7 separate regions of the Mus musculus genome follow, and all the other regions are linked to region 1. A link is a contact called in public HiCAR-type and promoter capture Hi-C data. All regions are on one chromosome and are shown on one strand. The core of a region is the stretch at or near the end of the contact, and the rest is flanking DNA. Distances in the headings are between cores, read along the strand shown.

Region 1 (4,034 bases), core at 913-3,412:
AGCAAAATGATTCAGATTATATGACAAATATCCACATATCCTCTTCTGATGGACCAGACACATAAATCCCTAGTGCCTGGTCTTTAAACAAGTTCTCACCCCTCCTAGGTGGCTGGTGGATGAGATAGTGGTCTCTGAGAAGAAAGAAACAAAGAGATTTTAGGGCTTTAAGCCAGCTTGGAAAAGAAGCTTGATTAGAATTGGCCTCCAAATAAAAATAATAGTAATAAAAAAATAAATAAAGATACAGACTGTCCCTCACACCTCCAGGGAGTCTCAGCTACTCCTGATCAACAGGATAGCTGAATGCTCCCTCCTCTGGGGATTTCATTAGCTCCTCCCCCCCACCTGCTCTGTGTAGCTCAGCCTCCCAGTTTGGAAGACCCTTCCCCTCCAACTATGGAAATGTTGTGAGCTAATATCCCTCCCTCCCTTCCTCCCTCTCACATCCGCGTGCACTCCAATCCCTCTCTCTCTTTTTTTTTTTTTTACTCACTCATCATGCATGATGATGCCTGGTACACAGGTCTCTTTGTGTCCTATGCCTCAGGGGACACCAGAGGAGAGGAAAACATTTGCCTCCCTGATGTTGGCTTGCATGTGTTACACATACAAGAAAAACAAAACTTACTATACTATCCAGTAAAGTGTATTTGGGACATAGATGGGGCTTTTAATGTTAATAAGAGCCATCTCCAAGTTGAATGGACATTGAATACCTGACTTTCAGAAAAAGGAACCTAAGAAGTTCTTCTTCTTCTTCTTCTTTTTTTTTTTTTTTTTTTTTTTTTTTTTGGTTTTTCGAGACAGGGTTTCTCTGTGTAGCCCTGGCTGTCCTGGAACTCACTCTGTAGACCAGGCTGGCCTTGAACTCAGAAATCCACCTGCCTCTGCCTCCCAAGTGCTGGGATTAAAGGCGTGGGCCACCACCACCCGGCTTTTTTTTTTTTTTTTTTAGATTTATTATATGTAAGTACACTGTAGCTGTCTTCAGACACACCAGAGGAGGGCGTCAGATCTCATTACGGATGGTTGTGAGCCACCATGTGGTTGCTGGGATTTGAACTCAGGACCTTCGGAAGAGCAGACTTAACCACTGAGCCTACTCTCCAGCCCTTAAGAAATTCTTTGACCTAAGTAGTGTCAACTTCACCCTGATTCTAGGAGTATGCTGTAATTCAAAAGGGGATGGACAAAACGCCATGTTATTGTCAACTCCCTAACTCTCTGTGGTGGATTCCTCTCTGAGGAAAACATTTGCCACCTAAGGGATCAATATTCCAGTGAACTGCTGTACTACTAGCGTGTACAGGTGTCAAAAGGCAAGTAAGTGACTGGGAGGAAGAAACTTGACTGGGAGGAAACCCACAAGCTCACTGGAGGTATGGACAAGCTCTCCTGCCTCGTTAGTTATTTGCAATGCGTCGGTTTCTGTCTATTTGGAAAGCGTTGGCACAGTGCTGTGATCCAACATCAAGTTTTAATCCCTGCTTTAATCGAAGACCTGAAAGCTCAAACAGTTTCCTCCTGGCGAAATGCAGCGGTAGGTTGCCCAGCAACAAACTGCTATAGTGGAGGCAGAAGGTGGGTGGGTTGTGGGAAAAGTACCTGGATCATGAACAAGAAAAAGGGCGGGAGGGGCTTTTCGAGTGTCTGAGCTTCCCAGGTTTTAAAAACCCTCCAGATTGTTCCTGAGTTTCTGGAACCAGTGTTTACGTCGGCAACAGTTTTCCTGCAAAGAGCGGGTGTGCTTCCACACTCTCATTCTTCCTGACCACGGCCAGCTCTCAGTAGCCATATTTCCAGCCCCAGGGCATCCCAGACTAAGCTCAGGCTGCTAGCCCTTTAAACCCGACCTGCGAGGGAGACGACGTGGAACCACAGAACTAGCGGTGTCAGCCACGTGGTACGAGGAAGCGTTCATGTTGGAACTGGGCAAAGCCTATTTCCACTCTGAGCTGCACAATATGATTGTTTCGAGAGTATCCACGTTCTTGTATTTTCTTCAGTTGAGTTTTCAAAAACGCTAATGGTACCACTCCTTTAGAACTAAAGCTTTGTTTAAAATAACACTACCGGTCCGGCTACAGTGCCCGTTTTAAAAATGGTGCTTCGGTCTTCAGCAGCGATAGTTCTTTCGCAATTAAGATCCGGGTGGAAACAATGGGTAGGTGCAGCGGGGCAGAGCCGAGGTTGCTTCCTAAGAGCTTCTTGCTGGTCAGGAGGGAGGGTCAGGTCCTAGCGTCCTAGCTGGGTTTTGTTCCCGCTGGCGCCGGAATCCTCTGCGGGTTGGGAGCCGCACTGCCGGCTGCCGAGGCCACGGGATTGTTCCTGGCTTACCAGTTAGCTGAGTAGGCGGCGGGGCGGCGGCCACCGGAGGGTCACCATGTGGGCCTTCCCGGAGTTGCCCCTGCCGCTGCCGCTGCTGGTGAATTTGATCGGCTCGCTGTTGGGATTCGTGGCTACAGTCACCCTCATCCCTGCCTTCCGTAGCCACTTTATCGCCGCGCGCCTCTGTGGCCAGGACCTCAACAAGCTCAGCCAGCAGCAGATGTGAGTAACCGCACGCGAGTGTCCTGGGTTGGGGGGGGGGGGGGCAGGATTGTGCAGAACAGGGGCAAGGACTGAGATGCTTGGCTTTGCACTAGCCGGAAAGCTAACCTAGGCACCCAGAACTCTGGGAGGTCATTAAAGTTGTCTATCCTTGGGAAGGACGGAATGGAACTGTTGGGTGTCAGGAGTTGTAGAGGGGTAGGTATCCTTTGCCCTGTGCACGCTCTCCCTACTCCCCAACAAACAAAATCCTGAGAAGGCCACTTTGGTTTACTGGGACCCCTACTATTGTGAGTGACCACGCCCCTTTCTTCTTCCTCCTCCACCCTTTCCCGCTGGGCCGCAGCCCAGAGTCCCAGGGAGTGATCAGCGGTGCTGTTTTCCTTATCATCCTCTTCTGCTTCATCCCTTTCCCCTTCCTGAACTGCTTCGTGGAGGAGCAGTGTAAGGCATTCCCCCACCATGAAGTAAGTGCACCAGTGGGGAAGTTATTAGCGGGCTGGCTGGGGCCGGGCACTTGAGTTGGGGTTATTTGGATTTGGGAAAAGGATGCTTGTGGCCACAACCATAGAGACAGGAATTCTTGGACTGGTGATATAGCTCGGTGGTAGAGCGCTTTCTCAGTATGTGAGTATGTGCAAGGACCCGGCGTTCAATCACCAACTCCGAAAAAAAAAATGGAAAAGACAGGAATTCTTGACAGAGTAGAAGTAGGTGTGAGTCATTACGTGCCCACTTCTCCCCCAGTTTGTGGCCCTAATAGGTGCCCTCCTTGCCATCTGCTGCATGATCTTCCTGGGGTTTGCTGATGATGTCCTCAATCTCCGCTGGCGCCACAAGCTGCTGCTGCCCACAGCTGCCTCACTACCTCTCCTCATGGTCTACTTCACAAACTTTGGCAATACAACCATCGTGGTGCCCAAGCCCTTCCGCTGGATTCTGGGCCTGCATTTGGACTTGGGTGAGTAACCTTGCCACTACTGCCCCTGTGGCACCTACTTTCTGGTACCCTTGCCTCTGAGGTCCCAATAGAGGACCCCTCCTGGTGGTCCATATCCCCATCAACCATTTCTTTTCTGTCCTTGTATCTACTTTCTCTCTTTTCCCTCCTTCTTCCCTATCTCTTATTTCCTTCCTGTTTCAAGGAAGTCATGCTTGCACTAAGACTTATTATCAAAGCTTTTCCTGTCTCTGTTTTGTATTTAAAACAAAAACAAAAACAAAAAAACAAAACAGGGTCATAGGGCTGATGAGATGGCTTAGCGGGTAAGAGCACTGACTGCTCTTCCGAAGGTTTGGAGTTCAAATCCCAGCAATCACATGGTGGCTCACAACCACCTGTAATGAGATCTGACACCATCTTCTGGTGTGTCTGAAGACAGCTACAGTGTACTTATCTTTGGGCCATAGCAAGCAGGGACTGAGGGAACAGGGTTGACCTGAGAGAGCAGAGGTCCTAAGTTCAATTCCCAACAACCAGA
Region 2 (4,034 bases), core at 1,042-3,541, 2.0 Mb after region 1:
TTTCTGCCTCAGTCTCCAGAGTGCTGAGATTATAAGCAATCACCAACTTTGGCTACATTTTTTATAGGAAGGCCCATATATAAAAGTACTTAGAACTGGGGGTTAAACACTTGTATGCATGTACAGGGGCTTGGGTTTGATACTAGCATACACACACACACACACACACACACACACACACTTTTGCAGAATGTAGCCGTGGGCTCTAGAGACCCTGCAAATCCTGTGCATTTCTTCGGAGGTTGAGAGTCAGCCGTGGGAGGGGATGGCGGGCTGCACAGGCGCTGACCGTCGTCTGTCTGCTCTTGGCCCTGCAGAATGTGTATGCACCTGAAGACGATCCAGAGATGAAGGTCGAGCGGTACAAACGCACCTTTGACCAAAATGAGGAGCTCGGGCTCAATGACATGAAGACAGAGGGCTATGAGGCGGGCCTGGCCCCACAGCGGTAGCAGTGGCCAGCTCACTGGCCAGCTACAGTGCCACTCACACTGCAGGGTTATCTGTTACTGTGGGGAACTGACGAGGAGTGCTCAAGCCCTCGTCCATGGTGAAGAGGTTACCACTTGAGTTAGAAATGTAAGCACCCAAGATTAGCAGCTGACGGACGAGGCAGCTGCAGCCCTACTGTGCTCCTTGACCTTCTTTTGGAGGTTTTAAAGTCGGCGTGAGAAGAATCCCAGAAACACCAGGCGGTCTGCCATCACCGTTTGCCTGTCAGCTCTCTGACCTCCAGTGCTGGACCTTTGAAGTCTGGGGAAGTGAAATACAAGTTTCTGCTGGCTCTGGGCATGTGAAGTACTGACTCAGCAGGGAAGGATGTCGGAGGGGCCGAGCAGGCACAGGTGAAGACGCCACATTAAAGTGATGGCCTTTAAACGACACCCGCCTCTGCGTTCATGTCCTTACTGATTACCATGTGCTAGACTAAGCTGGGTCACACTGAGTCACACTCAGCTCCGAGGAGACTGAGGACAGCTTGGGCCATGCAGTGAGAGTCCGTCTTCATGAAAAGAAATGAGGAAGGAAAAACCAGTTTAGTTTCCTAAGCAAATCTTTCTTGAGGTGGCTGCTGTAGAGGCAGCATTTGATTCACTCCAATAGGCCATCCTGTCTGCTCTGAGCCAGGTACACCTGTGTGGAGTCTAGCTGTTCTCATGCAGCTTAAAGCAGTCTGGAAAAGCAGGGTGGCACACACCTTTAATCCCAGCAGAGGCAGGTGGTTCTATGAGTTTGAAGCCGATTTGGTCTACAGAGGAAGTTCCAGGACAGCCTGGGCTACACAGAAAAACCCTGATTCAAGACAAAACGAATTCAAACTGGATAACCAGCACCATCCTTGTTTGGCCTCTGCTAGCAAAAATTAGAGCCAGGCAGTATGAAGATGTGTGGGTTCCTGTACTTACCCGAAAGTTCTTATTATCTATAAAGGAGGCTAATAAAACTGAAGGGTAGGTCATGGTGTCCAGCCACTTGAGAGGCTGAGGAGGAAGGCTAACAAATTCAGGGGCAGCTTAGGCAATTTAGATCTTCAACATTCAAAAGAGTGGGGATGTAGTTCTATAGAACTCCTGCATACCATGTGCAAAAGGCCTTGGGTTTAATCCTCGGTGCTGGATGAAAGAAAAAAAAATTGTGAGGGTTAAGTGAGAAGTCATAAAACACTTAACCCTTTATAGAAGAAACTCCAGAATCTTCCTGGTTTCTTTGCCACACTGACCACGAATCCATTTCACTGGGAAGAGTTTATATCATTTTTTAGAAAGACATATCAAAGGTGAGAAGGTCAGTACAGGTTTGATAAAAACCTATCAAACTTTTATAGTCACAAGTTTGACTTCCCCTAAATGGTACCCGGAAGCCTCTTCCAGCAGACTTCCCACCAAAAGGTATTTATAGCAATAAAAGTGATTGAAATTGAAACGTTTGGTACAGCGTCCATTATTAAAACGCTGCTCAAGAATGTGCCCCTAGTGGTACAGCTATGGTAAGTCCCACCATTCATACAGGTGTTCTTCCTTACTCTGGCGCTGATGCTGCCAGGGTAGGATCATGTTACATCGGCCTGTGGCTTCTCAGCTGAGACAGCGTGGGCTGCAGGCTGTTGCACCGATTCGTCGTCTCAGGAAAAGCACAGCCAGCCCGAGATGCACGCACTCTCCCCTGGAGCCTCTTAAGGCTCAAGTCTTTAAGTCCAGCAGTTCAAAAAGTCCCCGTCCTAAAGCTTCCGCTTCTGGCTCCACCCCTACCGTTTCGCGTTGAAGAATTTTGTCCCCCACGCCGAGCTGTTGCCCCGCCCTCGCCGCTGCCATGGCGGCAGCTCCGCCACTCACCAAAGCTGAGTATCTGAAGCGTTACTTGTCTGGGACAGATGCTGGCTTGGAAGGAGGTCCCGAGGCCGGTCGCAAGCGGCGCAAAAAACGGCCGAAGCCTGGAGGCGCTGGCGGCAAGGGGTGAGTGGACTGGTGAGGTGTCGCGCTGCCCGGTGGCGCCCTCGGCCGCAGCTCTTCCTCGTCCTGGCCCGCGCGGTGCTGCCGACCCCGGCCCGAGCTCAGGCCCCGCTCCACTGCCCCGGGGCGGGATTGTAGCTGCCACTGGCAGCTCAGACCTCATCCTCTGAGCAGCGCCTTCCTTGTGTTAAAGGCAGCTAGAACTTAACTCACTTTCTCCCCGCGTTTGTAGCTTACGTCGTTCCATGTACAGATTGAAAGTCGTGTCCAAGAATAGCAAAGCTGATTCAAACCTTTTTCTTTCTCACTTTATTTCTCTCTTTCTCCCTTCCCTTCTCTTTCTTTCCTTCTTCTTTTTCTCTTCCCTCTTCTTTCTTTCTTTCTTTCTTTCTTTCTTTCTTTCTAGATCCAAAAATCTCTTTCTGAGGGTTCCAAAGTGCCAGGAACTGATCTGGAATCAAAGACCCATATCCTATTACTCACATCTACTACTAACAGTAACAACTAAAATGGGAACAGTTCACATCCTGTGCCTGGCCTCTTTCTAAAATAGTTGACCATATAGCTTTCAGAACATTGTAATGGAGCAGACATTTATATTAAACACTATACTTCCAGATTGCAAAGAGATGTGCTGAGACAGAGTTCAGATGAAATGTCCATTAGTAACTTGGCCACTGGAATCTGGAAAGGTTGGGTTAGGATATCCAACATCAACCTACAGAACAAAAGGAAATGTCTGTATTTGTAGGCTTTAGAGCAGCAGCCCTAAGTTTAGCAGCTTACTGAAGGTGCTATTTTGGATAGAAAGTTGAAACTCTGGGGGCTAATTCCATTCTCACACTCCACCCCCAGGTCTACTAAATGCTTATCAGCTTAAAGAGAGTACTAGATAGGATACAAAGTGTGGCTCACCCTCTCTGTGGGGCAGTATCATGGTCTAACAGTATTATTACCGTATGGTCCATTGAACTGGGTCGAATTAGTCCCTCATTTCCACACTTCTCTTCATTAGAGCTTGAGCATGACCTCATTTATAGATGGAATCTTTGTGGTGTTACCAGTTAAGATGAGCCTATATTCAGTTAAGGTGGTGTTGAATTCAGTGTGGCTGATGTCCCTGGAAGAAGGGGCAATGGCATGCAGGGGGAAAGTTTAAGCTTTGGAGCAATACTGATTAGAATTAGAATCCTAGCTGTGCTACTTATAGCCTGAGTGGTCCAGGGCAAGAGATGTTCATCTCAGCCGGGCGTGGTGGCACACGCCTTTAATCCCAGCACTCGGGAGGCAGAGGCAGGCGGATTTCTGAGTTTGAGGCCAGCCTGGTCTACAAAGTGAGTTCCAGGACAGCCAGGGCTACACAGAGAAACCCTGTCTCAAAAAACCAAAAAAAAAAAAAAAAAAAAGAGAGAGATGTTCATCTCTCTGAGCCTGAAGTCCCAGCCCCTTACTACTTGTCTGAAATGGTTGTTGTGATTAAAGCTGTGTCATGTGTTCCTGGCATTTCAAATAACCTCCTCCTTGCAGCACAGTTCATCTGTGTGGCACACATTTATTTATTGGCTTGCCACCACCTTACAGTAA
Region 3 (4,034 bases), core at 598-3,097, 1.7 Mb after region 1:
GAGAGAGAGAGAGAGAGAGAGAAAGAAGAAGAAGAAGAAGAAGAAGAAGAGAGAATTTGATCAAAACAAACAAATTTTCCAATTATGTCTAAATGTCTAAGAGTGGAAGACACTCTGGGTGCACAGCCTAGACAAGAGTGGCTTCAGTACTGATTCTAAGCCTTCCAGAGAGAAAGCTTGTTTTTCTTTGTCTTACCAGGAGAGCTCCCCACCTCCAGGGAGATGGTAAACCTCATTCTGAGGTCCAGCCCCTAAGTTATTGGCTTTGCTAGATTCCAGCAAGGGCCATGAAGTTGTAAGGGCCACACCCAATCATTCATCTCAGATTTCGTAATCTCACTTGATGAATAGGTTTAAGCAGCCTAAGAAGCAAGGTCCACTTCATCCCTGTCTTTATTTGCTTGTAAAGGAGCCAATTAGTGTTAATTGTGCTGGCAATTTGAAATAGCCACCAGGGAACTGATTCAAGGCAGTTGTGGGATGACCCCTCTGTCCCATCCTAGACCCAGCCATTACTTATGTCACATGGGGGGAATCAGAACATTGGGGAAAGACCTGTGGTCAGAAAGGGTAAGCATGTATTTCCTTTCTCACATACCCAGTGACCTGGATGTCACTTTTTGATACTGCACAGAGATGTGACAATACTCCTGTGCCATGGAGGGAGATACAGGTGTGGGTAGAATAGCACTGGATACATGAGATACAATTATATAGAGGAATGCACACAGCCTTCTTCCTTCCTTTTCTAACGGACCAAAGGCTATCTCTCCTTTACAGCCCAATTTCCTATCCCCACCAGAGGCAGATAAATCAATCTACTTAATAAGGAAGGAGGAGGGGGAGAGGCTCAGTTACAGCCCAGGATGTGGAATGTCAGATAACAGGAGGGAAGAAAGAGGGATATGAGTTTTATTGCAGGGGTTATTAATTTGATCACTCTTAATGTCCTTGGAGAGTCATTAGTAGGGATGGAATTTATATTAGTTACTCGTTTTGCTTAACGGATTGCTCATCTTTAAGCATGACGTGGCCCTGAATGCAACACACTTCACCAGTACTAACCCAGCAACAGAAAACGAGTGAAGAGATTCTGACCAACTGGCTGGAGAATTGTTCCGAGTCAGGGGTGGCAGGAAGGAAAATGACGGTCCTTTTCTGGCCCTCACCCACCCAAAGACTGGAACGCATGTTTGGGATGGGTTCAACATCCTTGAATATGCAAACTCTAATTTCCGCACTCTTCTGTGTTCGATGACTTATTAGATTGATTGTACGAAGTGAGCTGGGCTTTGTAAGAGTTTTTGCTGAACAATTCCCCTGCCTTGCTACCAACTTGGTTACAGTTGCTTAAATACTGTAGCTATTCCTGCCTCTGTGGCCTCCAGGGCTAAAGTGGGACAAGGCTGGTATTTTTGGTGACGAGGAAATCCTTTTAAGGGAGGTTTGGTGATGACTGAACTGGGACACAGGTCGGAGCAGGGATCCCATCAGCGAACCAGGGGCCATCGGGAGTCTGGTTCTGGGGTCTCCCCATCTCATATCCCTACCTCGCTAGGCGCGGCGGAAGCTTAGAAGTTGCTGCTGACCCTCGACGTTTTCAATGCCTGTTCCCCAGAGGGGGGCACTAGGGAGCCGGCGCCTCAGGAACAGGGACCCACGCGGGAAGGTCGAGCTCGCCCGGTGAGGTCACGGTTGCCATGGCTTCGGGCAGTGACGCGCGTCCGCACGTGACGCGCGGTTGCCATGGCGTCGGGCGCCCGGCGGCGCGGGAGCCCCGCCTCCCGGAGTGACGTCTGTCGGCAACCCCCCTCTTTCGGCCCCCCCGCGCCCCCTCCCCCCCGGCCGGCTCCCCGCGGCCCCGGAGGTTTCACTGCACAACAAGATGGCGGCGGCGGCGGCGAGCGGAGCTGGCGGGGTTGCCGTGGCCGGAGCAGGGGGAGCCGGGCCGGCCGGCCGCCTGCTGCCTCCGCCCGCCGCGGGGCCCCCGGCAGCCCCCGCCGCAGTGCCCCCGGCCGCCGTCCCGGCGCGTCCCACAGCCCCGGCCTCCCGCGGGTCGATGGCCGCTCGCATCGGCTACTACGAGATCGACCGCACCATCGGCAAGGGCAACTTCGCTGTGGTCAAGCGGGCCACGCACCTCGTCACCAAGGCCAAGGTAGTGGCGCTGGGGACCGCGCGGCTGCGGGCTGCGCTGCCCGGGGGGCGTTGCAGCAGGGCGGTGGGGCCAGGGGAGTCCGCGATTCCCCGGGGCTCGGGTCAGGGTCAGCAGTGGGGACCGGTGCTGGCGGGAGAAGGCAGGGACCTCAGAGCGGAGGGGTTCCGGAAGGGGGGGCTCCGGGAACTTAGCAGCTGGACATCGGAGAGGTCCCCAGGGCTGTGCGCAGGGTCGGGGGGGGGGGGTGACTGGAAAGGAGGCGTTGGAACTCTCTGGGGGCCGGCGGACTGCACGCCAGGAAGACTCCGGAACCAGCAATTAGGAAACCATCAGAACGAGGGCAGGGGCATATGAAATGTGGACCACAGGATGGGGGAGACGCGCAAACTGGCTGCCTCAGGCTTCCCAGGACGGCTGGGGCATGGGGCTGAGGGTGTGCGGTGGGGTGCAAGACACCGGGAAGAGAAGGACCTGGCACCTATACCAGAGAAAGGAATCCACGTTTGATTATTTAAGACGGGGAGATGGTGTCAGTTGTAAGCCTGAGGAAGTATACTTGATTATGGGAAGAGTCAGTGAAGAAAGCAGGGAAATAAGGGGGAAAAAAATGGAATGGACCCATGACCAGATGTCCCAAGGCTCAGGGTTCCTGGTGACACTAGCTAACCAAGGGTTAAACAATTTAGGATAAGATGGTTTGCTGGTTATTTTTAGTTGTCAGAGGGTCTGAAATGGTGGGCTTTTTAGAACTCGGGGTGGGCTTTTCAGTAGGGAAGGGAACCGTGGGATTGGCACGACAGAATTCCACTCATTTGGGCCCTTTGGTTCCCAAGGGATTTGAGGAGCTGTAGTAGTGAAACTGGCCAAGGTCAGTTAGGAAACCATGTATGTATACGCATGTAGTATATTTTTTAAAGGACTCAGAGGGTAGCACTTTTACCTATCTTTCTTCATTGAGAGTATCAAGGAAAATCATTCAGTTTTGATGGAAGCCACAAAACCCATTTGAATTCCCAACTCGTCTTTGCTCAATACCTCACTTAAATGGATACTTTTAACGTAGTAGTCATTCCTTATATTTAAAACAGTAGCTTGAGTTTTTCTTCCGCCTGGCTAATGAAAAACCTTTACTACCTAAGCATGCTCCTCCGGGAGACCCAGGACTCCCCTCCCCTCCTCCCCCTGGCCGCTGTTTACCTTAGCCTACCTTGTTTTGGCTTTTATAGCAGTCCCTCCCTGCCAGGACTTATCTGGGCCTCGTATCCTGCTTATTGGCAACCTGAAAGTTCCTTTCCTTGCCTCTCTCTGTCAAAGACTACAAGGGGCCCTTCTTCCGAGGGTGGCGGCGGGCAGAGTGATTGGTCAGTTTCACTTCCTCTGGTGGGACCCCTTCAAGCCTCAAGTCTTCAGAGCCCTGTGACAGACTCAAGTGCGCCCTCCTGTTGCAGTCCCTCCCTCAGGTCCGCAGCTGGAGCCGAAGCCGGCATCTCCTTACCCCCTACAGTGTGTTTACTGTTGGCCTAGTCAAACTTGTGTTTACAAACAGAATGCCTCTGTCCCTTGTTTTCTCTCCCCTGTCTGCTTCTGTGGTTATTTTGCTCTGACCTCTGGGAAATGGACTCCACAAACATAATTGGTTGTCTGGCTACGTTCTCTATGATTTAAAGAAATTTGAATTTTTATATCAAAATATTGATTAAAAAAAATCTATGACAAGCTGGTTTGAGTGTCTTATAAACATAACTGCAAACAGTTGATTCTTGGCTTTATATATAAAAGGGACATTTCTGTTTTCAGTAGTCAGCAAAGCCAGGGCCTAATTATGGTTGGTTTGGTTGCTTTCTAGTGTGTGTGTGTGTGTGTGTGTGTGTGTGTG
Region 4 (4,034 bases), core at 871-3,370, 1.6 Mb after region 1:
GAGTCTGCAAGTTACCTTAGGCCATCTGGGAGAGATTCATCGGACTTGGATGCACACAAAGCAGAAGATTCCGAAGGACTCGGGGTACCGGCCCCAAGGCCAGCTACCTCAGAGGCCGCCATCTGCACTCTGGACATTCAGAAACAAACCAAAGGACACAGGTGACAAAGCTGAAAGCTTTCCTCTGCATAATGCCCACTGTGTCAGTTCCTCCAAACACCTAAGAAAGAGTATTCTGCAGGAGGGCAATAAAAGAGCCACTTCCGGCCATAAGTCCCAGTCAGCACTGCCCTCAGGCGCTGTCATACACATAAACATAAGGCAGACTACTTTTGTTCTGGACAGAAATGCAGTCATTCCAAACAGACGATAATCTGATAAGAATTTTCTGAATGGTCCACATACCTACCTCCATTTATTAAAGTTGACCTTTTTGGCCAAGATTCAATAATATGTTTAAATCCCTTTTGGCTGTTGCAGTCAAAGCATTCTCTATTAATTTAAGTGATAGGGTTTATGTGAGGTGTTTCCAAGAACAAGTCACCCCGGACCATCTCTGTGGGGTGTCTTTTAGCCTGACAGTATTCCTTTCCTACAGATGGGAATGTCTGGTATCTGCCAACGCCCCACTAACAAGTTACCATTGAGTCACAGGCTACTACTCAGTTACTCCAGGAGAAAAGGGAGATGTTGAAAAACATGGTAACTCAAGTAAGGGAACCCAAGAAGACGGTTTTTTACATTTTTATTTTTAAGAGCATCTTTTTTGCTGCAAAATAAACTCGGCCTTCTATGGTAACAAGAAAAACTAGGTGGTAAAAGTAGGATTAGTTCCCATTCCTGCTTTTATTTTGACAGCATCCCATGAATAGAATATCTCTGAACCCAGAAGAATGCACAAGAGCAGATACCGAGTCGGGCTGAATCAATAGTCACAGCTCAGTGCCTCAGTTTCCTCTCATAATAAAAAGCTCCTAGGTGAAAATGGGCCCTGAAACGCCATTATTGCATCTCGGATGCAATCAGTCTGCCTACAATAGGGTCGAGATCATTGCCTCCAACAGGGAACAAGGTCTGGGTCACCGATGCCCAGTAAACGAAAACCTTAGGGCAAGGGTCATACGTGAAACTCCGCAGCTAGAGCCCCAAACGAGAGGGATGGGGGGTGGGGTCGCACATCTGGCTCAAGAGCCCAGTGTGCCCAAGGGAATCCCGCAAGGCAGTGATGGTCACCAGTCAGGCGGCGACGCAGAAGGGGACAATGGGGGGAAGCTGCGCCGGGTGGTCACCGCCACTCTTCACAGGGAGCTGCCGCTACGCTGGCCCTTGGCACTGGCCAGCGCCACCTCCACCCCTTCCCCTCCGTCCTCACCGGCCGCCAGCTCCCGTCCCACTCCCAGGCCGGGCTCCCGCCCCTGTCCCCGCCGCCCCCTCCCCGCCGCCCCCTCCTCCTCCGCCGCGCCCCCCTAGTCCCGCCGTCCCGACCCGCGCGCGCCGCCCCGCACACACCTCCCGCGCCGCGCCCCCGGGGAGCCAAGCGGGGGGGAGGGAAGGGACGCACCTGAGCGGGCGGAGCGGGGGAGGGGGCGGCCAAGCCTGGGGGAGGGGTCGAGCGCTGGCCCGCGCGCGGCACCTCCCACTTCCGGCGGCGCGAGCGCAAGGGGGCGAGGCCGGGGCGGCGAGAGGAGCGGAACCCGCGGGGTGAGCGGCCGCCACCGACGGCGCCCTCTGGCGGCAGGCGCGGACAGCGACCGGACAACGGAGCCGCTGAGGGGACCAGCCCTGAGACCCAAGCGGAGCCCGAGGGACACGCGGGCCAGAGAGACGGCGGCCGGATGGAGGCGAGAGCCTCTCTGAGGAGTTTATGGGGAAGAGTCAAGGCTATGGCAGTCCGACGGAGAAGAGCCGCGAGGGGTGTTTAGAGGTCGGAACCGGGATGGTCCTTACAGAGGACGCCATGAAGGACGAGGGCCCTGTGGCGGAGGGGGTCCTGTGGCGGAGGACACGAGGATTCGAGGCGCCGGAACTCCCACAGCCCTCACGGGCCTGTGACAGAAGCTGTCGGCGGAGCGCCCGGAGCTCGGCCCGCTGGTCAAGAGGCCGCAGGCCCAGCCGCTGATTGGCTGCGGCGCCGGGCGGAAGTGATGTCGCTGTCAGTGGCGCCTCCGGCTCCGGGGAAGCCGAGAGTTTCCGTAGGGTGGGGGCTGCGGCGGCAGCAGCAGCAGCGACAGTAGCAACAGAGGCTGTGGGTGAGTCGGGAAGAAATGTAGTGGAGGCTGGACCTCGGATATACGGGGGACCATGGACCGGGGCTGGTCGGCGTCTGCGGAGGAGGTCCTTCGCTGAGGGCACCTTGGGTCCTGGCGTGGGCGACCCCAGAGGGACCGGGTCTCCGGGTCGTAGGTTCCGGACAGCATCGGTCCTAAGGAGAGAGAGGCACATTGCACGGAGCAGCTGAGTCCGCGTGGGAGTGGGGGCATCAGAAAACTCACTCTGTACAGACCCTGGTTCCTGTGAGTGGGGAGGCGGGGCTTGAAGGACGGTGGTTTAAGAGCAGAATCTTGAGCAGGAAAGGTGCCCGTCTACCTTAGTTGAGGGTGATGGGAGTCTATTTTCAGAAAGTGCTTAAGATTTCTTGCTCAGAGGTCTGAGAATAAGTGCTGCTGTGCCTCTGGACCACAGGGAGAAAAAAACAAACAAACAAACAAAACAAAACAAAAACAAAACTCGGTTTCTCTTCCAGAAATCTCTGTTGGAACCTACAGAGATTGTAGGAGCCTGCCTGAGTGGATGGCTGCTATCAAACCAGACTTTGGATTTACTTATATGCAGACTAGGGAAGACACCTGGGTATCTTGGGCCAAATTGAAGCAGCCCCAGGGGCAGGAAGAATGTAATAGGAAATATGCCATGGAACTTAAGGACATGGTGGCCCACACCTATAATAACAGCAGTAAAGGGGTGGAAGCAAGAGTTCTCAGCCAACCTTTATTATATAAAGAAAGCTTGTTTAAGCCGGATGTTGGTGGCACACACCTTTGTTATCCCAGCACTCTGGAAGCGGAAGCAGGCTGGCTCTCTTGAGTTCCAGGCCAGCCTGGTATACAGAGGAAGGGAGGTCCAAGGAGTCTTTGGTAAAACAGTCTTTCCAGAATGTTTTAAGTCGGTACCATCCAAGTGTATGTCTGGACACCAAGACTGCTGCAGTGTGGGCTTGGTAGACAGTAGTGAGTTTTAAATGAGCTCAAGACCCCACATGTGCCTTGTTCCTGCCCCCACAGTTGCTCGAAAGTTCTAATTTGGTGGGGTTTTTTCCCCTTTGAGTGGTTGAAGACAGGGCTGGAGCCTGTGCCCTCACTGAAAATCCAACTTGGTGAGACGGGGCCAGCTCCTTAGTCCTTCTTGCCAGTCATTTCCTCTCTCCCAGTTACCCACATGCACTTATACTACATTTTATTTCCATTATCTGGCTTTCTCCCTGATTGACAGTTAGGTCTTGCTAAGCCCTTAAAGAAGCAAATGAAAATAACATGATAGGTTAAGAAGTGGGGTATCTGGGTTCTGTATTGGTGTGGCCTTATTGTGATGAATGTCTCCTAGTCTGTGGCCTGTTTTAGATCCCTGGAAATGACATTTAACACTGGTCACTGGTCAGGCCTGGCCTTCACTTTAGTTTCTGCTTTGCTGGCTTTAGTGGGACACCTTTTTGTTGTTGTTTCTGTACTTGGGGTCCACAGGTCTGCAGCTGTGTTCCCAGTCGACACTCACTGCTCACAGTGAAGGTGACATCTCCCTCCATTTTCACAAGATGAGTGTGGTATGGTTACCCAGGCCAGGACCTAAACTTCACAGAGAGCCCAGGTAGGAATGGCTCCACAATGGGAGATAGAAGTCCACTGGGAAAAAGACTTATGTTGTCTGTAAATAAGAGGGAGATAGAGCTGGGTGTGATGGCTCATGCCTGTAATCCCAGGTAGACACTGGTGGATCTCAGTGAATTTGAGGCCAGCCTGATGGTCTACATAGTGAGTTCC
Region 5 (4,034 bases), core at 542-3,041, 1.5 Mb after region 1:
TTGACTGTGCCATTGAATTTGCCGTGGGTGGAGTCAGACTGGAACACGTAGACCATGTAGTTGAGGTCAATGAAGGGGTCGTTGATGGCAACAATCTCCACTTTGCCATGTGGAGAGCAGATGGCAGCCCTGGTGACCAGGCGCCCAATACGGCCAAATCCGTTCACACCAACCTTCACCATTTTGTTTACGGGACGAGCCAGGCACTGCACAAGAAGAAGCGTCTGTCTCTGGAACAGGGAGGAGCAGAGAGCCCCTCAGCTTCTTTATTTAAGATGTTTCCTTCTAGTTTACCTTTTTTTTTCCTAATCAGAATGACTGCTGTATTTTATCGAGGGCTTTCCACCTCTGATAAATGATATGATGACACAGTCACACAGTTTTAAGCTATCAGGGCCCCAAAGCTCTTCATCTCAATGAGTATGCTGGAATGTCTCCCAGTGATATACCAATTTGAGAGCAACTGATCCTCACTCTGACTGATGGGAAGTAATCAGATGGGTCATGAGGATTCGTGACAGGAAACCATCAAAGACACAAACGGGCCGGGGGGTGGTGGCACACGCCTTTAATCCCAGCACTTGGGAGGTAGAGGCAGGCGGATTTCTGAGTTCGAGGCCAGCCTGGTCTACAGAGTGAGTTCCAGGACAGCCAGGGCTATACAGAGAAACCCTGTCTCCAAAACAAACAAACAAAAGAAAGACAAAGGGATTCAGGCATAGAAGAGGTGGCCACCTCATAGCTGGGGCAGGTTAAATGCTCTGAACAGAAGAGGCGGCAGGTCTCCCTGTCGGATCCCAGTGACTGGTTTGTTGACTGGAATACTCTCGTCCCTTTCACCTTGCTCCTCCAGCCTCTGCTCCTGAAAACACTTCCAATTTTAAGGTCACCTCTTCTAGATTGCCCATTTTTTGTTTCTTTTTTGAGGCAGAGTTTCTCTATGCAGTCCTGGCTGTCCTAGAACTACCTATGTAGAACAAACTGCCCTTGAATTTACAGAAATTCTCCTGCTGAGATTAAAGGCAGGTGCCTCAACATCCGGGGTATACCCCCAAATTTTGTTTTATTTTATTTTATTTATTGATTTTTATTTTATTCTTTTTTTTCTTTTTTTTTTTTTTTTTTTTTTTTTTTTTGGTTTTCGAGACAGGGCTTCTCTGTGTAGCCCTGGCTGTCCTGGAACTCACTCTGTAGACCAGGCTGGCCTGGAACTCAGAAATCCGCCTGCCTCTACCTCCTAAGTGCTGGGATTAAAGGCGTGCGCCACCACGCCCAGCTCTATTTATTGGTTTTTTGAGGCAGGTTTCCAGCTTACCCCAAAATTCTTAACATCACACTGTGGCAAGAATCACAGTTCTCCCCGGTTAATCTCTTTTTGGGATCTGTGCTTCTTTTTCTACTCCTGTGCAGGGGTAAAGTGGCTGGCATGCATGACAGGGTGCGCACGGGGGTGTGGGGGGGTGTTAACCAATGCTGATTCAGGAAAGTGAGGCAGGAGAATTGCATCAAAGTTGAAGCTAGCCTAGACTACACTGTATGTTTGCAGGACCCTGTACCCTAAATAAATAAATAAATAAATAAATAAATAAATAAATAAATAATGAAAGAAGGACTAGCAGATGAGAAGTGTATGATATTGGTTCCTTCTTGCTCTGCTAGAGCTAAGGAAATGCTTTCCCGCTAGGGTCTTGCAGAGTGAACTCCATCTCGGCAGAGGGCATCCCAGACCCCTTTCAGCTCCGGAAGCTGGGCTGTCTGCCATGGGAAGACTACACTTCCCAGAGATCCCAGGGAAAAGCAAAAACCCTTTGGCTTTGACAGCCACCGCCACAAGCCTTTCCGCCTCCCCAGCCTGCCTAGGTGCTGGGAGCTGGGAGCTGGATTATGGTGGCCTGAGCAGCCGACGCAGCCGTAGGAGCCCGGAGTCCCTGTCGGTCCCCAAGCTGCAAAGCCCGCCTGGAAGACCCCGAAAGCTACGGGCTCGGATAGCCATGCCCGCCCCTCCCAGCCCCACAAGGGGCCCGATCCCCCCGCTGGCGGCCGGCGTCCAGATGTAGCTGGGTCCCCTGGATCGCCATCGTCGTCTCCTCTCGTGCGCTACGGATTTCTCCTGCCCACTCTCCGCCGCCTGGACCGGGAACTGAGCGAGGGGCCTGCAGACTCTGCAGTCCTGATGCCGCCGAGGCCGCTCTCCTGAGAGAAGCCACCACCACCCAGACTTAGGGGCAGGCAAGAGGGACAGTCACCAACCGGACCACAAGGCCCGGGCTCACTATGGCCCCAGCGCTGCACTGGCTCCTGCTATGGGTGGGCTCGGGAATGCTGCCTGCCCAGGGAACCCATCTCGGCATCCGGCTGCCCCTTCGCAGCGGCCTGGCAGGGCCACCCCTGGGCCTGAGGCTGCCCCGGGAGACCGACGAGGAATCGGAGGAGCCTGGCCGGAGAGGCAGCTTTGTGGAGATGGTGGACAACCTGAGGGGAAAGTCCGGCCAGGGCTACTATGTGGAGATGACCGTAGGCAGCCCCCCACAGACGGTAAGGTGGTCAGATCTAGCAACCCTCCTTCATGCATGGTAGAGGGGTGATAGGGTAGAGATGAAGCAGCCTGCCCTGATAAAATGGTTTGTTTAGTGGGTGCAGAATGACCGCCCGCTCCTATTCCTCCAGGATCCGGTTGGGAGTAGCCTTTCCATTTCCCGCCCCCTCTCACTGGCATCCAAGCCCCAGGACTGACTACTCACCTCTCACTCCCACTGCCCCATCCCCCCACGCCCAAGAAAGCACTTCAGTGGTGGCTGACCCTGGGGAAGGGCCAGGCACGGGGACACTGTAACAGGTGTCAGTGGCCGGAGTCTCTCATATTCCATCTCCACACTCTCCCCTACTCTAGTGTTGCGGGGGGGGGGGGGGTATCTAAGATCCCCACCTTCATCTTCTTGAGAACCCAAAATCCTGGCACCAGTTGGATCAATCAGCCCCTTACTCTAAGTCTGGGCTGCCATAAGCCAACAAAGTGAGAGTCTTAGTAACATCCATGTAGCCTCCAAGTCCCAATAGACTCTGGCTTCCCCTAGTCCCTTCCTCCTTTATCCCAACCCCCACTCTCTACACTCTAGCTCCTCCCCCACCCATGCCTCAGAACATGGCCAGAAGAGAGCTGTACTGAGTCTGAGAAAGATAAGCCTAGGGGAGCCAGAAACCCCTTGCAAGGGTTCTGAGACGGATGGGCACACAGCCATGGGAAGGGACTTCTCCCTGTCTTTTCCCGTCTTTTCCAACAGTTTCCAAGGTACCTGGGGTGGCTGGTGGAGGTTGTGTCCTCTACCTGTGCTGACTGGGAGTGTGGGCTTGAGTCAGCTATGGCCCATGTGGGGTTGCTGGCTGACCTCTCTGAGTGCATCTGCCACCTCCGTGGGCGAGTCTGGGTACTGGTTGGTGGCAGTGTGATTCTGCGTGTGCTTCTGTGTGTCACCTTGAGTCTGATCCTGTGTATCTCTGTGAGCTACCCTCAGTGGCTCCGGACCGTGTCCACAAAGCTTGTCCACGGAGGGTGTGGAAAGATGGGAGTGTGTGCGCTGGGGTCAGGGAGGAGACAGTCACACTTCCTTTCACTCAGGCAGTTGGATATGGGAGAACCACAGACCCCTGCTTTCTTGTTACTTGCTGGGTCTATACCACTCAAGCTTGCTTTGGGAGCTCTGAAGTCCTGGTCTCCCCCACTCACCCCTCCTCTTTGCTGTACACCATAACTTCCCAGAAGTCGTATGGAATCCGGGGGTCGGAGCCAAGTCAGAGCTAGAGTTCAGTCTGAGCCAAGAGAAGGTAAGATGTCAGGGAAGGGGACATGTGGAGACGTGGGACTCTAGTGACGTGCTGTGCAACTGCACAGATCTGTGATAAAGCCACAAGGACTTTAGGGTCAGACAGGCTAGAATCTGGGGGTCTGCCTAGCACCCTAGCCTTCCCTTTTCCCAGCAGTGTGACCTTAAGCAACTTATATAACTCTTGTTGGCTATTGCCTTCTCTTCAAAACA
Region 6 (4,034 bases), core at 715-3,214, 1.2 Mb before region 1:
GTTTGGATAAGTGACTCTGATGTTCTCCTCCAGATTAAATAACATCACTGAGCTCCCAGATGACTTGGAGCCATGAAGAACTGGGATTCCTTTCAATTGGCGTCATTCCAACAGAAGCTCAGTGAGAAATAAAACCTCCTGCAAATCAAATCTGTTGCAATGTTATTTTTCCCCCAGAGGTTGATTACCTGCTTCTGTTACTTACACACACCACCACCACCACCATCTCCTCCTCCTCCTCCTCTTCCTCCTCCTCCTCCTCCTCCTCCTCCTCCTCCTCCTCCTCTTGCTCCTCCTCCTCCACCCTTACCACACCCCTAAATTGAGTAAAGACAAGGTTAAGAAAGTAGATCCTGTTGCAAACCTCCTCCAGGAACACTCCATGAAATCAAAACAAGATCTGGCTGTCAAACTCTACACACTCCATGAACATCCTCTCCAACTGACAGCTCTAGAGTTCTCAGCACCACTGTCTAACCACTAGACAATGAGGATATAATACAAGAAGTCACATGGAATCTCAGTGAGATATTTACTGGTGACCTCAGGATATCCAGAGGCTTCACTATAACCGCATGAGGAGAGGCAAGGGAAGAGAGAGATAAACCAAGACAGTCCATGCACTGATCACTGTTGAAGCTGACAGGAACACAGAGCTGACATAACACTCTGTATGTTAATAAGCCTGTCCCATACACTAAGAGCCTATAGAATAAGCGTGTACTGAGCACCTCCTGTGCTAGGCTGCATTATTGTCCCCACTTACTCAGCCCCCATAGTCCTTCCTTACAAAGATTACACCGCCTTACCAGTGACCACCTGTAGCAGAGTACATCCCTACCCCACTGATAATGAACCTTACCTTGTCCTAGTCTATGTCCTATGAGCTAATCTGATGTACATGTGACTGAACAAAAGCTTTAAGAGTCATCATATGCAGCCAGGTGTGGTGGTGCACGCCTTTAGTCCCAGCAATCAGGAGGCAGACACAGATAGACCTCTGATATTTGAGGCCAGCCTGGTCTATAGATCCAGTTTCAAGGACAGCCAGGGCTACACAGAGAAACCCTGTCTCAAAAAAACAAAAAAACAAAAACCAAAAAAACAAAAAGCCAGCATGTGCGTCCGTCAATGTCCTTGTCCTTTCTCTCTGACACAGTAACCATGAATTTCAAACGGGGATGTTCCTGCAGCCAGGTTCCAAAATAAGACCCAGGAAGTGATGATGCAGGCACTCCACACCTGACACTGCAATTCTGAGTAAGCTGGCAGATGACATCTACCACTTCAGGACAGATGAACAGAACATTAAAATGATGGGTTGCTGTGTTTCTGTAGTATTTCTAAGAGCAAGGGATGGTGTTGCACTAACTAAAGTGTAGTACACTTCTAACTACAACTCTCAGGACGTAGAGACAAGAGGATTCTGAGTTCAAGATTACTCTGAACACTCTCTGTCTCTGTCTCTGTCTCTCTCTATATATATGTGTGTGTGTGTATATATATATGTATCTATATGTATGTGTGTATATATATGTACATATATATGTATATGTGTGTGTATAGATAGATAGATAGATAGATAGATAGATAGATAGATAGATAGATATGGCAAGACCTTGTCTCCATGACAGGAAATAAATACAGTTATTTCTGAGTAGTGTGTCTGAAAACCAATGGAGGAAATTGAGGCAAAAGAGCAGGAAGATGACCTTACAGCATAAACTCATAATATTCATTGTCTCTTGGTATCTCTGCCACACCTGCATGTGTGTGTGTGTGCGTGCTCGTGCATTTACACACCCACGAGAGTCACAGCACCGGGAAAGCATAAGTGAGTGTTACAGTGCAGGTGTGTATAAGCCTGGGTGCCATGGCACTCATGGGGAGGCTGGAGGAAACTCTTGGGGTTTGGTTCTCACCTTCCGTCATGTGGGTTCCAAAGCTGGTGACAAGCACCATTACCCACTGTGCTATTTCGAAAGCCCAGAGACAAGATCTGTTATTGACCTGGAGTTTACTCATTGCCCACGCTAGTTGACAAATGAACCCCAGAGACCTGCCTGTCTCTACCCCACCCCAGTGCTGGGGCTACACATTACCACTGTGCCCCCCCCCCAGCTTTTACACTGGTGGCTAGGGATCCAAACTCGGGTCCTCACTTTACCAATTGAGCCATCCCCTCAGTCTCAGAAAGGAAACATTTCTAACTATGACTCTTGTGGTGACTAAAAACCACTTGAATGATCTTAAAAATCAACTGTGCCAGACTAACACTGTATTACATGTTTCTACTGCAGCTAAGCAATGTCTGAACATCACAATAACCTGCAAATACAATTACAAGTCATTTCTCACTTTTTATCCTAAACTCTCAAAGTACTTTATAAACACTGAGGTAGCCTTCGCATCACCTGACATACGGGTGTTATACTACATTGCAATCAGCTAGCCTTCTCCCACAAAACAGATACCCCTCAGGAGTAGTCACCCTGAGAAGTCTGGCCTAAGCAACCAATAAAACAGGAAATAAGCTGACAGTGTATGTGCCACCAACAATCTCCAAGAAGACTAGACCTTCACCCACAAGAACCACTTCCTCTGAGTAAACCACAGAGACACCAGGCAAACCACAGCAGATCAGCATGTGTGTTGACACAGGAAAGACCCATAACCTATCTAAACATCTACAAGAAAGCATGCTTGTACTGCACATATTTATGTACATTTGGGGACACTGTACTCTTCTAGTGGGTACTGTCTGCATTAAGTGATCAATTTCAAAGTTAATGCCTTCAGATGATATTGCTTTTATGCAATAATGACATTTTCTGAATCCATGGAAGATCTACAAAATCCTCTTTATTAATTATTTAAACTGAAATTTAATAATATATAAAATTGGGGCTGGTGAGATGGCTTAGTGGGTAAGGGCACCGGACTGCTCTTCCGAAGGTCTGGAGTTCAAATCCCAGCAACCACATGGTGGCTCACAACCATCCGTAACAAGATCTGATTCCCTCTTCTGGAGTGTCTGAAGACAGCTACAGTGTACTTACATATAATAAATAAATACATCTAAAAAAAAAAAAAAATGAGGCTCCGTCTGGTTTAAAAAAAAAATATATATATATATATAAAATTATAGTCTAACAGTAGTATCTTTAGTAACAACAATATACTTTATAATGTCAAAATAAGAGGCCACGTGATCAGTGGCTAACTGTAAGTTGGTTCCCTCTCCTCCATTCCTTCTCTCCTTTTTTTTTTTTGAGATACATTCTCATTATCCAACCTGAGCTGGTCTAGAACTCAAGATTCTCCTGCCTTAGGCCTCCAAGTGCTGGAATTAAAGCCATGTGCCACTACCATATTCTCTTATGCATTTCTAATTGCTGTGTGACTATTATTACAGTCCCAAGCCAGAAAGACTTTTTCCCCCCCTGGCTATTAGATCTGCTTGTCTCTAAACACAAGGAAGCCACCCAGGCCTGACTAAGACTTTAAAAACCACGAATCAGCATTTGAATTCATTAAAAATCATTCGGGCTTTGAGTCTGAAATCACAGCTGCACTGAGGCATGTCAGTTTAATACAGGAACCATAATGTGCTTCTTCTACTAAGAGTCAAAAACACATAGGAAAGCACTTTGAGAACAGCTGACCCTCAGCACCAGCATATACCACTCTGCAAGATCCAGATCTACACAGTCTGCCAGGTGTCAGCTCCACAAGTATCTCACAAACATCTCACACGTGGTTGCCTTTGATACTCCAGACATTCTAAGTCAAAAACATAAAACTATTTTCCAATTTCAAAACTTACTAGCAAAATCCAAAAGATCAAGGATATCTACTTAAATAGCATTGGATTAAATAAGTATCAAAGAAAAGTCTACTAATAAAACATTAAAGAGTTCTTTAATCTTAGATATGACATAGTAATTGGAATACAGTCTTCCTTCTGTTGCTAGTTCGTCCTGAGTGATAACCCTCATGGTTTCCTGAGATGCATTTGTATTACACATGCACTT
Region 7 (4,034 bases), core at 517-3,016, 1.1 Mb before region 1:
ATGTGCTTCTACACCACAATGCAGTTCTACCCTTGACATATTCTCTATGAGAAGAAGCCCAACTCTAGACACCTCCTGCTGAGGAATGGTGGGCCTGGAAGGACATCTAGAAGGAGTTTGGAAGCAAAATTAGCTGATATCACTTTGGTTCTGGTGGACCTACTAAGTGCTCCCTTGAGACACTCTCAGGTCTCTTTGAATGACGGCATGCTCGGCTTTACCTGTCCCTTGGATATTTTATACTTATATCTACAGTTCACAAAAAATAACTCCCTTGAACTTGCTGTAGAGTCAAGGATGACCCTAACTTCTGATCCCCCTGCCCTACCTCTCTAGATGTGGGACTAGAGGTGTGGTCTAAACATGCCTGATTTACAGGTTGCTGGGGAAGGAATCGGAAATTCATAATGGTAGGCAAGCTCTCTCCTAACTGAGCTACACCCCTAGCTAATATTAACCCTTTACCTATTTCTATTAAATTGGAGCTTCCAGATGGGGAGATGAATTTGAGATCTGCCAATTTCCCCGGGAATGTAAGACTCTGGGGGAGGAGGTAGGTGTCTAGAAGTAGGTTTCCTACCTACTGAATGGACAATTGGGAATCTCTTGTCTTGTAGCTACTGCTATGAAGTAGGGTGGCACAGTGGTAGTATGGTGGGGTAGCTTGGTGGTTGTAGTGGTTTAAATGAAAATGATCCCATAGATTCTAGGGAGTGGTGCTATTTGAAAAGATTAAGTGCTGTGGCCTTGTTGGATTGGTGTGGACTTATCGGAGGAAGTGGGCTTCAAATGCTCCAGGCAGGCCCAGTGTCTGCACCCTTCTCTCCCTTCTGCCTACAGATCCAGGTGTAGAATTCTTGGTTACTTCTCTAGCATTAAGGCTGCCTCTATGCTGCCCTGCTTTCCACCATGATGAGGACAGACCAACCCTCAGCCAGCCCCAACTAAATGTTTTCCTTTATAAGAGTTGCTGTGGTCATGGCATCTATTCACAGAGATAAAACCCTAATGAAGACGCCCAAACGTTCTCTCTCTCCTGCTGCCTGCAGATCCAGATATAGAATTCCTAGCACCATGTCTGCCTACATGCTTGCATGCTTGCGCCATGACAATAATGGACTCTGAAATCATAAGCCAGCCCCAATTAAATGTTTTCTTTTTTAAGAGTTGCTGTGGCCATGATGTCTCTGCACAGCAATAAAAACCCTAAGACGGTGGTAGTGTGTGGCTCGGTAGTAGAGTGGGCCTCATCTTGTAGGGAATGCTCTTTCAGCCACAGAATTGCCTGTAACTGCTTCTAACTGCTCTCTCTCTCTCTCCCTTCTTTTTAATTTCTGTGAGAAGAATCCCAGTTTGCTTTCTCTGAGCTTTGTGTGTGTATGTGTGTGTGTGCGCGCACGCGTGCGTGTGAGCATCACAACTTGTATTTTCCCACTTAGCAAAATATTAATTATCCTACCCTGGAACCTCTCTGTCGGGTGTATTTTCCTCGTGCCACCCTCTAAGCTGTGGGGTACCAAGAAACTGCTGTGTTTTTCCCTCATCTCAGCAAGACTCCTGTAGTGTCTGAGGGGAGACCTGTCCCACCTCGCTGGGTGCAGGCTAACCTCTGTGCCTCACAGTGGCATCCAGTGCTCCTGCTGTCTCAGCACGGCTCACACAGTGTGGGAACCTGTCATTTTCCTCCAGGAGGCTGTGAACGTAACTGCACCTGTATTCACACTATCATCTGAATTCCCAATGCCTAGTGCAGTGTCTGGCATAGAGTCATGGCTCTCGGAGCAGTTCCAGTGAAGCAGGTAAATGAATGAAAATAAAGAAAATAATGAAAATAAGGAACAGAGTGAAGGAGGCGCAGCTTCCTGTCTGCACCACGGCATCGGTGTCACCTCTTGCACAGTCCCATATGGAACTTATGACTTGAGCCCTTCCTGCCCTGGGTGTCTGGTGAGTCCTAACCTCTGTCCCTGCCTACTGAGGGGGAAGGCTCCAGGGAGCAAGTGCAGCCAAACGCAGAGTTTGAAAGAGTCTTAGTGAACAAGCGATTGATGGTCATCTGGATCCACCATGGGAGAATTGGTCCCTGGTCGCTGAGAAGGAAAAGCCTCCGAATTCTAAGCACTGGCCTCTCGGGTCCCACTTCCCACTAACACAGTGAGCAGAAAATGGATTGGTTTTTCTCTGCTTCACAGATGAGGAGATTGTGGTGTGAGACGTGGAATTAAGCTTTACCCAAGGTGACAGAGCTGCCCAGGGACCAGGTTCAGGCTGAAGGGTTATTCTTTTTGTTGTTGTTGTTGTTGTTTTGTTTGTTTGTTTTTCGAGACAGGGTTTCTCTGTGTAGCCCTGGCTGTCCTGGAACTCACTCTGTAGACCAGGCTGGCCTTGAACTCAGAAATCTGCCTGCCTCTGCCTCCCAAGTGCTGGGATTAAAGGCATGCGCCACCACGCCCGGCTGGGTTATTCTTTTTTTAATAACTTCTGACCAACAGGATAGCTGAATGCAGCCTAGCCCCCAAATTGTAAACTTAGTTAAAACGCTATGTTCTATTTTTTGCAATTAAAAATAATTACTATGTTGTGTGTGTGAGAGAGAGAGAGAGAGAGAGACAGAGACAGAGACAGAGAGACACAGAGAGAGAGACAGAGAGACAGAGAGCACACAAGCACAACGTTCAGTCTCCTCTTCCATCACGTGGGTTCCAGGGCTTGAACTCAGGTCATCAGGCTTGGTGACAAGTCCTTGACCCATGGAGCCATCTGTTAGCTGCAATTTGTGTGGTTTGTGAGCACAAACAACTTGTGTAGCAATAACAAAAGGCTTGGCATGTCTGGGGGCATGCGCATGGTGGCTATGAGGGCTCTTAACTGAAATGAGAAAGAAAATGAGGGTGTGGGTGGGGTAGGGTTTGGTGGTGCGTGCGTGCGTGCGTGTGTGTGTGTGTGTGTGTGTGTGTGTGTGTGTGTGTGTGTGTGTGTGCAGCATGTATGGGGGATGGGTTGGCGGTGTGTGCAGTGTGTGTGTGTGTGTGGGTGCAGTATGTGCAGTGTGTGTGTGTGCAGCATGTATGGAGGGTGGCTTGGTGGTGTGTGCAGTGTGCGTGTGTGTGGTGGGTTGAGTGTGTGTGCAGTGGGTGGGGGTGGGGGTTGGTAGTGTGTGCAGTTGGGGCGGGGGCTCAGGCTGCATCCTGGAGCCTGATGCCTTCCAGCCTGTGCTGTGGAGAACAGAGAGAGAAGGGCAGAGCTGCTCATCCTGAGTTTGGGAGGGGGTGGAGGGGTGGGGTGGAGGGGAGGTCCAGAGGTGGAGGTAGAGAGGATGAGGGGATGAGGGATTGGGAGAGCTGCTGGGTCTCTTTTCTTAAAGTGGGTTGAGGCTCCAGTGAGGCGGTAGAGCTGGAAGCCATGAGAGCCTTCTGTGCTCTGGAAGCCATCAGAGCCTTCTGGGCTCTGGTTCGTGGGAGCCTCCTCAGCCCCTCAGGTTGGAAGCATCAGTCTCAAGCCCCATCCCCACTCTTCCCTGCTGCCCAGATCAGACACCAAAATATTTCCACATTTCCTTTGGAAAAATCCTGGGAGGTCTGTTTATGGCTATAGCATTGAGGCACACATCTGTGCACAGTTTGGCTGGGACATCTGGAAACCCAGGAACTGGAGTGTGGGGGAATTTGGAGCACATGCTACATACCTTTATCCCCAAAGAGTTTCCCTATCTCTTCAGGACTGCCATATCTGTTGGATCCTGTTTCTGTAAATAGTACCCACCCCCCAACACACACACAGTCTTTATCTGCATACATCTACACTCACAGAATACTGTCACACACACTTGGTTTCAGTAGGGTGAACTGCACACAGGGACATTCCTGACTTCAAACACGACACTTATTCATAATGCCCCAGCTCTAGGGAGCCCTCTGGTATTCAGGGTCATCACCCTTGAGCCAGTCACCAGCCTTAGATGGGTGGGACAATACATGTTGACTCAGCAAACCCACGCAGACCTATGCAGCACACAAGAAAGTGTGATTCACTTC

The links. Promoter capture Hi-C pulls out the DNA fragments that hold promoters and counts their contacts. HiCAR-type assays count read pairs that join an accessible place to other places.
Region 2: a promoter capture Hi-C map of pre-B cells shows a contact between it and region 1. The contact joins the promoter of Bud13 here to the promoter of Dpagt1 in region 1.
Region 3: a contact with region 1 is called in a promoter capture Hi-C map of pre-B cells, with 2.5 times the contacts expected there. The contact joins the promoter of Sik3 here to the promoter of Dpagt1 in region 1. A contact is called at or near these places in 3 of 39 promoter capture datasets (hematopoietic stem and progenitor cells, liver and pre-B cells).
Region 4: a contact with region 1 is called in a HiCAR-type map of astrocytes, with 4 times the contacts expected there. The contact joins the promoter of Rnf214 here to the promoter of Dpagt1 in region 1. A contact is called at or near these places in 3 of 39 promoter capture datasets (liver and pre-B cells) and 1 of 115 datasets of contacts at active chromatin or transcription factors (astrocytes).
Region 5: a contact with region 1 is called in a promoter capture Hi-C map of liver, with 2.5 times the contacts expected there. The contact joins the promoter of Bace1 here to the promoter of Dpagt1 in region 1.
Region 6: a contact with region 1 is called in a promoter capture Hi-C map of liver, with 2.6 times the contacts expected there. The contact joins the enhancer-like site here to the promoter of Dpagt1 in region 1. A contact is called at or near these places in 4 of 39 promoter capture datasets (3T3-L1-derived adipocytes, the C10 cell line and liver), 1 of 115 datasets of contacts at active chromatin or transcription factors (stem cell-derived neural progenitor cells) and 1 of 9 other capture datasets (adipose tissue).
Region 7: a promoter capture Hi-C map of liver shows a contact between it and region 1, with 2.2 times the contacts expected there. The contact joins the promoter of D630033O11Rik here to the promoter of Dpagt1 in region 1. A contact is called at or near these places in 6 of 39 promoter capture datasets (the 3T3-L1 cell line, 3T3-L1-derived adipocytes, cranial neural crest and 1 more).

The regions. Positions count from the first base shown.
Region 1 is chr9:44,324,653-44,328,686 of GRCm38.p6, forward strand. It overlaps Dpagt1 (dolichyl-phosphate (UDP-N-acetylglucosamine) acetylglucosaminephosphotransferase 1 (GlcNAc-1-P transferase)), which reads left to right and starts at 2,163. Exons shown (of 9, transcript NM_007875.3): 1 at 2,163-2,553; 2 at 2,900-3,020; 3 at 3,301-3,514. The coding sequence starts at 2,387.
Region 2 is chr9:46,280,721-46,284,754 of GRCm38.p6, forward strand. It overlaps Bud13 (BUD13 homolog), which reads left to right and starts at 2,292. Exons shown (of 10, transcript NM_146000.2): 1 at 2,292-2,453. The coding sequence starts at 2,311. It overlaps Zpr1 (ZPR1 zinc finger), which reads left to right. Exons shown (of 14, transcript NM_011752.2): 14 at 318-1,923. The coding sequence ends at 452.
Region 3 is chr9:46,010,973-46,015,006 of GRCm38.p6, forward strand. Sik3 (SIK family kinase 3) reads left to right here and starts at 1,848. Exons shown (of 25, transcript NM_027498.3): 1 at 1,848-2,158. The coding sequence starts at 1,886. It also overlaps a transcript of Pafah1b2 not described here.
Region 4 is chr9:45,904,791-45,908,824 of GRCm38.p6, forward strand. It overlaps Rnf214 (ring finger protein 214), which reads right to left and starts at 2,121. Exons shown (of 14, transcript NM_178709.5): 1 at 1,562-2,121; 2 at 16-129. The coding sequence starts at 122. Pcsk7 (proprotein convertase subtilisin/kexin type 7) reads left to right here and starts at 1,779. Exons shown (of 17, transcript NM_008794.2): 1 at 1,779-2,249; 2 at 3,738-3,861.
Region 5 is chr9:45,836,754-45,840,787 of GRCm38.p6, forward strand. Bace1 (beta-site APP cleaving enzyme 1) reads left to right here and starts at 1,792. Exons shown (of 9, transcript NM_011792.6): 1 at 1,792-2,535. The coding sequence starts at 2,275. It also overlaps the pseudogene Gm7286.
Region 6 is chr9:43,093,912-43,097,945 of GRCm38.p6, forward strand. All of the region lies in intron 1 of Arhgef12 (Rho guanine nucleotide exchange factor (GEF) 12), which reads right to left. Among named protein-coding and RNA genes, the nearest start is that of Arhgef12, 9.8 kb to the right of the region's middle. Within about 2 kb of position 1,965, at least 55 of the 459 cell types and tissues checked have an H3K27ac peak or open chromatin away from gene starts, as enhancers often do. A contact at or near this core is called in liver, where this site is marked.
Region 7 is chr9:43,258,113-43,262,146 of GRCm38.p6, forward strand. It overlaps D630033O11Rik (RIKEN cDNA D630033O11 gene), which reads left to right and starts at 1,767. Exons shown (of 3, transcript NR_168927.1): 1 at 1,767-1,947.